2 separate regions of the Mus musculus genome follow, and region 2 is linked to region 1. Evidence: chromatin contacts called from public Hi-C data. All regions are on one chromosome and are shown on one strand. The core of a region is the stretch at or near the end of the contact, and the rest is flanking DNA. Distances in the headings are between cores, read along the strand shown.

Region 1 (4,745 bases), core at 720-3,219:
GCATTTGCTCTAACTGGCTGGGTTAACAAGCAAAACCAACTTCTCCCTCGGGCGATGCTCTCTAACCCCACCCAGCTCTGATAAAAATAATTGCTGGTTTGCTGTGAACTCTGTGTGTGTGTGTGTGTGTGTGTGTGTGTGTGTGTGTGTGTGCCCTTTGCCAGAAGAGCAGACAATCTATCCTGTCATCTACTTTCTTGTTAAACTGCTGCTGCTGCTGCTGCTGCTGCTGCTGCTGCTGCTATCTTAATGATCTCTATTGTCACTTAGATCCTAGCTGGTGTAGGCAGGATCAATTGTCTACGTGACAGTTTTGAGAAGGCAGGAAGAGAGGATAGTCCCTGGTCCACGGGTGCCTGACTATTCCTCCTTAGACACCGGCCATTACACTTTACATGATGAGAGGCTGGTGTCTGCGAAGGTGCACATGGGAGGAACGGGTTCTTTGGGGGGCTGAGGCTGCGAGATCTGAGCAGACAGGTGCAGACCCCAGAGCTGAGTTGTCAGAACCCTCAGGGGGCTTCCTATAGAAACAGGACTCAGGGCAGGGAGCCTGGCTTTCTGGAATTATGAGGTAGGGAGGTGCTAGAGTTAGCCTGCAGGGGACAGGCATGCAGCTGTGGCTTCAAGATGATGGCAGTGGTGTCCATGAACTGGAAACAAGGAAATACAGATACATAGGACCTAGGAAAATCCCAGAAGAAACACGGATTTGTAGGGATTATAGAATGAGGACCTTAAACTGGGGGGTTGGGATCAGAGAGTAGAAAAGAAAAAAAAAAATCAGTAGATCTGAGAGACACCTCAGCATTGACAATATTTAGACTGGAGACTCAGCTGAAGTCAGTGAAGGGTTAATGCTGCTCCTGAACAAGGAGCCTACATGAATGCCCTGTGCTCTGGCTTCTATGTTTGGTCTTTCACTGATACCTCTAATGCAACGAAGAAAAAGAGACTAAAAAAAAAAAAAAGTACTTTATGTAGATGCAGAGAACTTCCATTCAGTCTCCTCCTTTGAGTAGTCTGGGTGCTGCCATTCCACACACAGAAGCAGTCAGACACATTTGGGGAGCTCCGCTGGATCAGTCCCTGACTGCATGTGCACGTGGGCACGTGCATGTATACACACACACACACACACACACACACACACTTGTCCTCATCGCCAGTAAAAAAAGAAAGAAAGAAAGAAAGAAAGAAAGAGAGAGAGAGAGAGAGAGGGAGGGAGGGAGGGAGGGAGGGAGGGAGGGAGGGAGGGAGGGAGAGAGAGAGAGAGAGAGAGAGAGAGAGAGAGAGAGAGAGAGAGAGAAAGAAAGAAAGAAAGAAAGAAAGAAAGAAAGACAGAAGCTGGTTCCCGTGATGGCTGAGAAGTAGAGTTAAGGGTGGTTGACAAAGTACTGGCACTGAAGTAACGTTCAGTTCTTGCCCCCAGATGATACGGTGGCTTCTGGTTTGGTTACAACAAAAAGGATGCCACACTGTCACCCTTCCTAGCTCTGTGTTCTCCTCTTCTCTTGGTTCCCCTTCAGTGCAATTGGATTCATAACACTGTCTATCTGGAGCGATGCTGGGGATTAAGTGAGTTCATAGAAGAAGCTTAGGCTGCTGCCTGGCACACTAAGGAGGATTTTGCTTTTTATTCCACTCCATGACAGCCCTTGGCACTACATGTTGAGCATCAGTTGGCAGATACTGCCGTGGTAATTTGAAAAAAAAAAAAGAAATTTTAAAATTTGTCAGTGCACGCTGACAACTGTCCCAGCTAGGATTCTGGTGGGAACGGGGTGGCTCTGTGGGGTGTGGGAGTGGAGGTGGGGATCCGCCTCTGTAATTTGAAGAAAGCCCATTGACATCAACCAGACCACAAAGCCTTGCAAAGTAAAAATGCCAACAGGTGCTGGCACAGTGACCAGAATTAGAGCCAGCTATGACTCATAACCTGCCATCTGGCTAGCCAAGGATGGTCAAGGCCATATTTGACCCTTCGCTTCCTAGCCAGGACAGGAAGAGGAATTACTAGCAAGTGGAAAGGGTGGTTGTATGGTCAAGACTTCTGGTTAGGCTGTTCCTTCTATAAAGGGCCATAGCTCACCATGGTAGTCTGGCAGTGATGGAGATGGGTTCTAAGCCTGATATCAACCTCTTTCCCCTCCCTTGGTGGAACCCAACAAGGGGGATGGAGCAGTAGAGAAGAATAGGACGGGAATCATCCTTTGTTTGATAATTGCAGGATTATGGGGTCAGCGGCTGAGTTATGTTTATAAATTCCCTGCTAAAAGAGTTTGTTGATGAGAAGCAATGTACAGAAGCAACACGACACCATTCCCAAGCACAGAGATTTTACTTCAGTCTTCCTCATCTCTAGGCAGGAGTTGCAGAAAGGCCCTGGTCCCAGTGTGCTCCTCTCCCACATACTCTCACTCGACTCTTACTCATCAGACAAGTGGGGGGGGGGGGTTTCAGCATCTTGGAAACGTGCCTCTGAGTTCTGGAAGTCTTGTTCGCCACAGAGAGATGGAGGGCTGGGCCATCAGGGAACAGAAAGGGTGGTGGAGAAAATGTCTAGAGCTGAGGAATAACTCTAAAATAGTACAGTAAAATAGACACATTAGAGCTGTGAACACAGGTCACTGGTAAAGTGCATGATGAACACATACAAGACCTTGGATGTAGCCCCGGGACCAAAACTTTGACCAATTGATTAATTTAGTAGGCTGACAAAAACTCATCAGCTAATATCAAGCATGGACATACTGAGAGCTGTACATGGCTAATAGGAGAACAACAAGCCACATGGCTAATAGGAGAAAGGGCTCAGAGAGGCAATGATGAATCAGAACATCGACTCATTACTGGATCTCTCTCCTTGCCCGATATTGTTCTGAATTTCTGGTCGATGGTTGAGAAAAAGAGCCCTTAGAATGACTAAGGTCAGAGTATGCAGTCAGTATGGGTGTCCCCCCCCCCCCCCGGTGTAACTGCAGCTCCATGAAATGTCTGTTTACGTCTCTTCCTCCAGAATGTGACTTTGAAGAAAACCATCTCTGTGGCTTTGTGAACCGCTGGAATCCCAATGTGAACTGGTTCGTGGGAGGAGGAACTGCGAAGAACACCCACTCCATCCTCCCACAGGATCACACCTTCAGGAGTGAGCACGGTGAGCCGACCACAAATGCAGTCTTCTTTCCAGGGTGAACGTTGCCTTCAACTCCCACTGCCTGGCTTTGGTCGACAGAATAAGGGGTGGGGACACAATGGAAGACCAGGTGGAAGAGGCAGGAGAGAGGGACAATCTATGAGACAGAAAACTGCAGACATAAGCTTGTATGTAGCTAAGGAAGCCACAGAGTGAGTCTTCGGCTCATCTATAACCTTGGCTGTTTTTACATTCCCATGAAATGTTTTACTTCTTATCTATTTGGCTGTTCTCATTTCTAAAGACAAGGCTGTCTTTATTAAAAATAGATCGCAGGGTGACCAGCCCTTAAGAATTTCCCATGAGACCACCAATGCTAATGATTATTCCTTCTGAAGGGTGCAATAGGGCCCCCTGGTGGCCAAGTACGCAAGCACTCTGCAAGGAAAATGCAGAGGCTCTCACAGCGAGGGCAGGAGAAAGTCCGAAGGTAGACCAGAGCAAGGGTGTCCTTCCTCCGGTGTCTCACTGGTCACATCTGGCCTTGGTAGTTTTGTAAATCACTATGTCTCCTCATCTCCAAGACAGAGCAGTCCCCCAGTCTGTGGTCTTTCCTAAGTATTGCGAAGATCCTGGCTTTCCTCGAAAGCGAACGTAAGGACATTGGATCCTTTGCATTTTCACTCCTGATACATCCTCACAGATAGTGAAGAGTCCATTCAGTTTTGATTATTTACTCATGACTGCGTGGACCCTTAGCTGGACACAAGGCAACTGTTTGTGGTTTCTTACTCTCTGTCCTTTACTGACTGCAGTTTCTCATTATCTAAATGTTTAAAAACATGTCTCCAACTTTATGTCCAGTGTATCCATTCTACAGGTCACTTGGGCTCTGGAGTCTACATCTTGACAACACCACTCTCTTTGTTAATACTCCCCCTCCTCCTTGTACCCAGAATCTCAGACTCAGTTTTCCACAAGGGCCAGATAGATTAAGCAGGTGGCCTTCGGACTAAGTGAGTGTGGCAAAATAGACAGTTGACACCTGTGCAGAGTGGTCATCTTTGATTACCTTGTATAAGAATGTAAGTCCACTTAATAAGTATTTGGATTTTTTCTTAAATTCAAAAAGAAGGGGATATTTAAAATTTTTTCAAATAATTAAAAAAAATAGTGAATATGTTTTAAAACAATATAAAGAAAATTACTATATGCACTGACAAAAGGTTAGCTAGCTCCTTTTCAGCCTCTATTTTACAGGCTTCTTTAAGACCTCACCTGCAGGAACTCAGCTCAGTGGTAAGAGAACTTGCCTAGCCTACACAAGATGCTGAACTTGTTCCCCAGCACAATAAACAACCCCTGCTGCCATGGAAACTTACTAAAGAAAGCATTTAATTGGGGGCTTTCTTACAGTTTCAGAAGTGAGTTCAAAACCATTGTGACAGATAGCATGGCAGCAGGCAGGCAGACAAGGTGCTAGAGGGTAGCTAAGAGCTTGCATCTGACGCACAATCCAGAGGAAGGAAGGACTGAGCCTAGCATGGAAAGTCCCCCTTGTCCTCCCCAGTGACATACCTCCTCCAACAAGACCTATCTTCTAATCCCT
Region 2 (4,745 bases), core at 1,100-3,599, 130 kb before region 1:
GGCAAAGTCATCTGGAAGAGAAAACTCACCAATAGTTTTATCAGCTGTGAATCTTGCAAACTATAATCCCAACCGGCCAGGTAGCATTCGCCCCCACTGGTACCACAGTGGCACGACAGCTAGGGGTGTAACCAATCACTTTCTAATTGGATTTGAAGTTCATTTTGCAGGAAGGATTGATGCCTGGTACTGTACGCCTACTTAAAAGCCCATGGCTAGGGAGTTCATACCCCTTAGGGGGGAAGCCAGCACTACTGCTTCCCAACTGAGGATGTAGCCTCAAACCACCTTCTAACTACTTAAGTTTTTACCCACAGATTAGCACTGCGCTGAGCCTTTATCAGAAAAGCTTCTGTTTGCAGCGGGCAATGGTTAATGCAATGACTCCTAACTGGTCAATGTGCTGAGAGTAAGTGATAGGCAGGTGCTTAGCTCTAAACAGACATCTACGTCACTCCCTCAAGCTCAGAGAACATCATAGAAGAGAAAGCAGGAAGCATATAAGAGCCAGAGATGGGGGAATTCAGACTCTAGCATATTGTGAAACAGTATCTCCAGAACATGGCGTAGCTATTTCACACACATCCTCACATCAGTGGTAGTTACAGGCATAAGACCTGCACAAGGCCACTCCTACCAATGTTCCATTATGGATGGGGGAGAGACGGTGATGACAGGATAATGGTGGTGGAGCATATGATCAAAATATATTGTATATGTGCATGGAGTTATGAATATAGAGCAACAGTAAAAATTGAGCCTAGCTCAAGGCTCCTTGTTTGTTTTCCTTGTAAGGTTGCTTTTTCTGGCATAGTTCATTCCGCATGCTGCCAAACCAATGAAGACCTGCCTTGTGGCACGCGTGGGTCACCATGGACCTCAGAAAACACTGATCTTCAAACTAAAACATCTTCCATGTCTGAACTGCCCCCACGCTTCTAGCACTCATACAGGGTTAGCATTCATACAGCTCTCCTGCTCCTCTGCAGTTTGGAACCCAAGGTGCTAGCAATGCAGATACAAGGGTGTCTCTGAGCTTTCCCTATGAGTGATCCTAATGGAAACTCAGTGTTCATTCATTCCACAATTTACTGAATATCTGTTTTGCTCTGAGGGTTCTAACAAGGGCTAAATTAGGGTGAATTCAGACTCTGGCATAGAGTAGATACCAAAATATACAACCTGATGTGTGTGTGTGTATGTGTGTGTGTGTTTATATCTTGAAATTAATATGCAATGATAATTAAAAGCACATATATACTCTGACAGATTAGGTCAGCTCTTGATGTCACCGCTACTGTAGAAGTCATAAGGTGTAGGGCTATTTAAATAACCATGTGCCTTAGCTTGTTCATCTGCTAGAGAATATGGATACTATAGAACTCCTTTTTCCATGATAAGAACTAACTGAAGCAATATATGCAAGGCATCTATCATAATACATGGGTTAGAGGAAGTGTTGAATATAGTTGCAATTCTTACTGCTATCAGGATGCTTGCTGGAGGACAGCAGTGTCTGCCAATTAGATAGTGTGGTGAGGAGGAACGGTGCCCAGGCTTTTTATTCCAATAGCCATGTGTTGGATCTCAGCTCAATCGCGGTGTGAATCTGGACCAATCACTGCTCTGCAGCGCCTTAGTTTCTCAGCGGTGGGTGCTCATCATCCAGTAGGATACTTGGGAGGCACCTGTACAATACTGCAATATCCCGTGCATCCATGTATGCTGGAGACAAGGAATGAACATCGGTTCCTCTTAAACAAAGGAGGTAGGCCTCTGCCTTTGCCTTCTGAGAGTTCATAATCTCACTGTGGAGACTGAACATGCTCACATATAATAACTGATAAACCTATTTGCCACGAAAGAGTTGTGGCTATCAGGTGCGGGAATTTGTATAAGTCAGTAGTTTGCGCTGGAGAAACGGTGTTTTACTAAAAAGAGATTTTAATTCACAAGCCAGTTTCTTTCATCTCTCTTTCTCCCATCCACTCCTTCTTCGCTCCTAAACCTGAGGATACCCTAGCGTGGCCATGAAAAGCTTGTGTGGAGGGCAGCGATCCATGGTCCTCCAGCCAGCAGTTTGCAGATGTGCTCTGCTTCTGCTTCTGCTGGTGATATTCACAGCAGTCGGGTTAGGATTCCATTTTTGCAGGCCTCATTTTTCATTTGCTGTCTGAGATTCAGTGGCCTGGCACCTGGAACCACTGCGGGAAAGACTTACTTAACATTCAGAATCGATGAACAAGCAGAAGAAACGGTTTTTTTCCTGGAAGCGGACAGCAAATGCTGTAGGGCTTAGCTTCTGTTCTCAGCAGGGGTTTAATACACTTCTCCGTGCTTCCTGTGGCCAACTGCCTCCCCCGCCCCCACCTCATTGCCAAATAAGATGCCTCAGAATTATCCCTGGGCTTCCTCTCCTGGAAGTGTTGCAGCCCAGGATCTTTGAGTGTCATTATCGCTTCCTATTAATTGTGGCCTCTGGACTTGCTCACTGTTTGTGGGAGCACTCTTTTCTCAGTTCCTTTCCATGTAACTCTTCCGGGACTTGCCCCGTGAAACAAAAGACTGTGCAAAAGATCTCGGAGCCAGCAGGCCTTTTCTTTGCCTCATTATGTGTGGGTTCGGGCTGCTGATTAATGCAGGTTTATACTCTAGAGTTTCCCACAACCTCCGCCTCCTACTCCAGGAGATTGGCCAGCACAGGTGGAGCCTTTGGGGGTGACCCCTCCTCCGTTTGTTTTCGACTGTAGATAATGAGCTTGGTGTTTACTGCGGGTCCAGGCAGGCGCTTTCGTATCCTGCTGCCCTTCACTCTTCAATCCCTCTGAGGTGGCAGAAGCATCATAGTTGTTCTGGAGGTTTCACCCTCCCACCCCCATATCAACATCATTGTGGAGCGAGCAGACATTTTATATACCATCGTACACATTCCCAACTGCAGTTCATGGGTGGACTGCAGTGTAACAGGATCGGCTCTGTCAATCTATTCCCTGAGATTTTGGGTTCGGGACTGAAAGATTTAGGCTAGTCTCCTCATGGGGACTGGAGCTAGATATGATGGTGAGGAAAACTGGATGATAGTTTTTCTCCTGCGTGGTAACTGTGAGCGGGGAATGGAGCTGCACACAGAAAGGAGAGGGAGAGAGAATCGCAGAAGGCAATCCCTGAAGGCACCCGCAGTCTTTCTACCTGTCGGGTAGAGTCTTCACTAGGTACCAAAGGGAATCTCAGACATTTCCAATACAGTGTTTCCAGCCCAGAATAGTGCAAGTCGATTTCTGTCTCAAATCGTCAGAAGCTGCTAATTAGTACAATATATTTTTTTAAGCTGTTGCCAGTTTTATGGTTTTGAATCCCTCACAAGGAGAAAAGTTAGGTTATTAGTCATCATCCTTCTAATATGTAGGAAAATGCTAAAATTTTAATGTGCTAAAGAAAAGTCACCAATTAAACTCAAAAGAATTGAAAAATAAGGTATTGATTAGATATCTATTCACCCAAGTTCACACACTGTTTACAACCAAAGGAAATGAACATTCCAGGTGCTGGCTGACGGCAACAAAATGTGGATTGCATATTTGACGAAATATTATACAGCCTTAAAAAGGAACAGCCCCATTTTGGATATTAGTAGAGGAGAGCAAGTAAGAGGCCTGAGAACAAGATGTTCTCCTGGTATAAACCTCCTCTCTCTTAAAAGATGAACCAAAGACTAAGTAGACCCTGTATTCTGGAGTTCTAGCCCTAACATAGACTTTCCCTAAAGTTATTTTCTGAGATGTAGTTCCACCTCTAAAAGATATTTTTTAAATTCCATATACATTTTTAAAAAATGATACTCAGGAGGCAAACTCTGTGAGTTCCAGACCAACCTGGTTTACATAATGAGTTCCAGACCAACCTGGTTTGCATAATGAGTTCCAGGCCAATCTGGAGAGGAAAAACAATAACAGACAGACAGACAGACAGAAAATAGACAAAAACAAGCCAAAAAGAAATAATGGATTAAAAAAAAATCAATGCAGATTTTGTCAGGAGGAATTCAACTAAACTTTTATTTGCTAGTTCGGACCATACTGGGGATCGCTGTTCATGACATTCTGGGAGGGTATGGTGGTCAACTGAACACATAGATAGGAAGTAATCTTACCTCCAGAATAGTCCACAGACAACTCACCTATCTATGAACTTTGAGGACATTATGCTAAGTAAGATAAGCCAGTCGCAAAGATACAAACACTATCTGAGAGTCTTTAGATGACATATCTGGAGCACACAAATCCATGGAGACAGAGACCACAATGGTGGTTAGTGGGCAAGGAACACTGGGAAAGTGGGATGTTGACCAATGAGTATAAAGCTTTAGTATTGACATGGACAGGAAAGGGTTCTCAAGATTAGCTGCACAACAACATGAATGTACTCCACACTATGAACTGCATGCTCACAAATGATTATGGCGGCAAAATTCATAACACATGTTTTACCATAACTTTAAAACCATCAGCAAATTCCATAAATAACATTGTGACTTATGGGATAGAGCAAAAAAATGGCAGAACTAACCTTCACGTTGGGTGAAATGTCTAAATCCTCTTTGTGCCTTTGAGCTCTCTTGTCTTTGTTTCATTTTTGAGATGGGTTTCCACTCAATGTTGCCCAGACTGGCCTCAAACTCACAACCTTCTCACCTGAGCTTCCCAAGTAAGTAAGGGTTTGGTTTTATTCTTGGTTGGTTGCTTGCT

What was found. Hi-C and Micro-C count contacts between places; a contact is called where the count stands out from the background.
Region 2: a contact with region 1 is called in a Hi-C map of muscle stem cells, with 2.8 times the contacts expected there. A contact is called at or near these places in 2 of 39 promoter capture datasets (embryonic stem cells and liver), 109 of 484 Hi-C or Micro-C datasets (B cells, the C10 cell line, CD8 T cells and 66 more), 18 of 130 datasets of targeted methods (CD8 T cells, bone marrow-derived dendritic cells, embryonic hindbrain and 6 more) and 1 of 9 other capture datasets (embryonic stem cells).

Annotation. Positions count from the first base shown.
Region 1 is chr19:23,372,330-23,377,074 of GRCm38.p6, reverse strand. It overlaps Mamdc2 (MAM domain containing 2), which reads left to right. Exons shown (of 14, transcript NM_174857.3): 5 at 3,020-3,157. Among named protein-coding and RNA genes, the nearest start is that of Mamdc2, 74 kb to the left of the region's middle.
Region 2 is chr19:23,505,280-23,510,024 of GRCm38.p6, reverse strand. The region is part of intron 1 of Gm34012 (a long non-coding RNA gene); the gene reads right to left. Among named protein-coding and RNA genes, the nearest start is that of Gm34012, 11 kb to the right of the region's middle.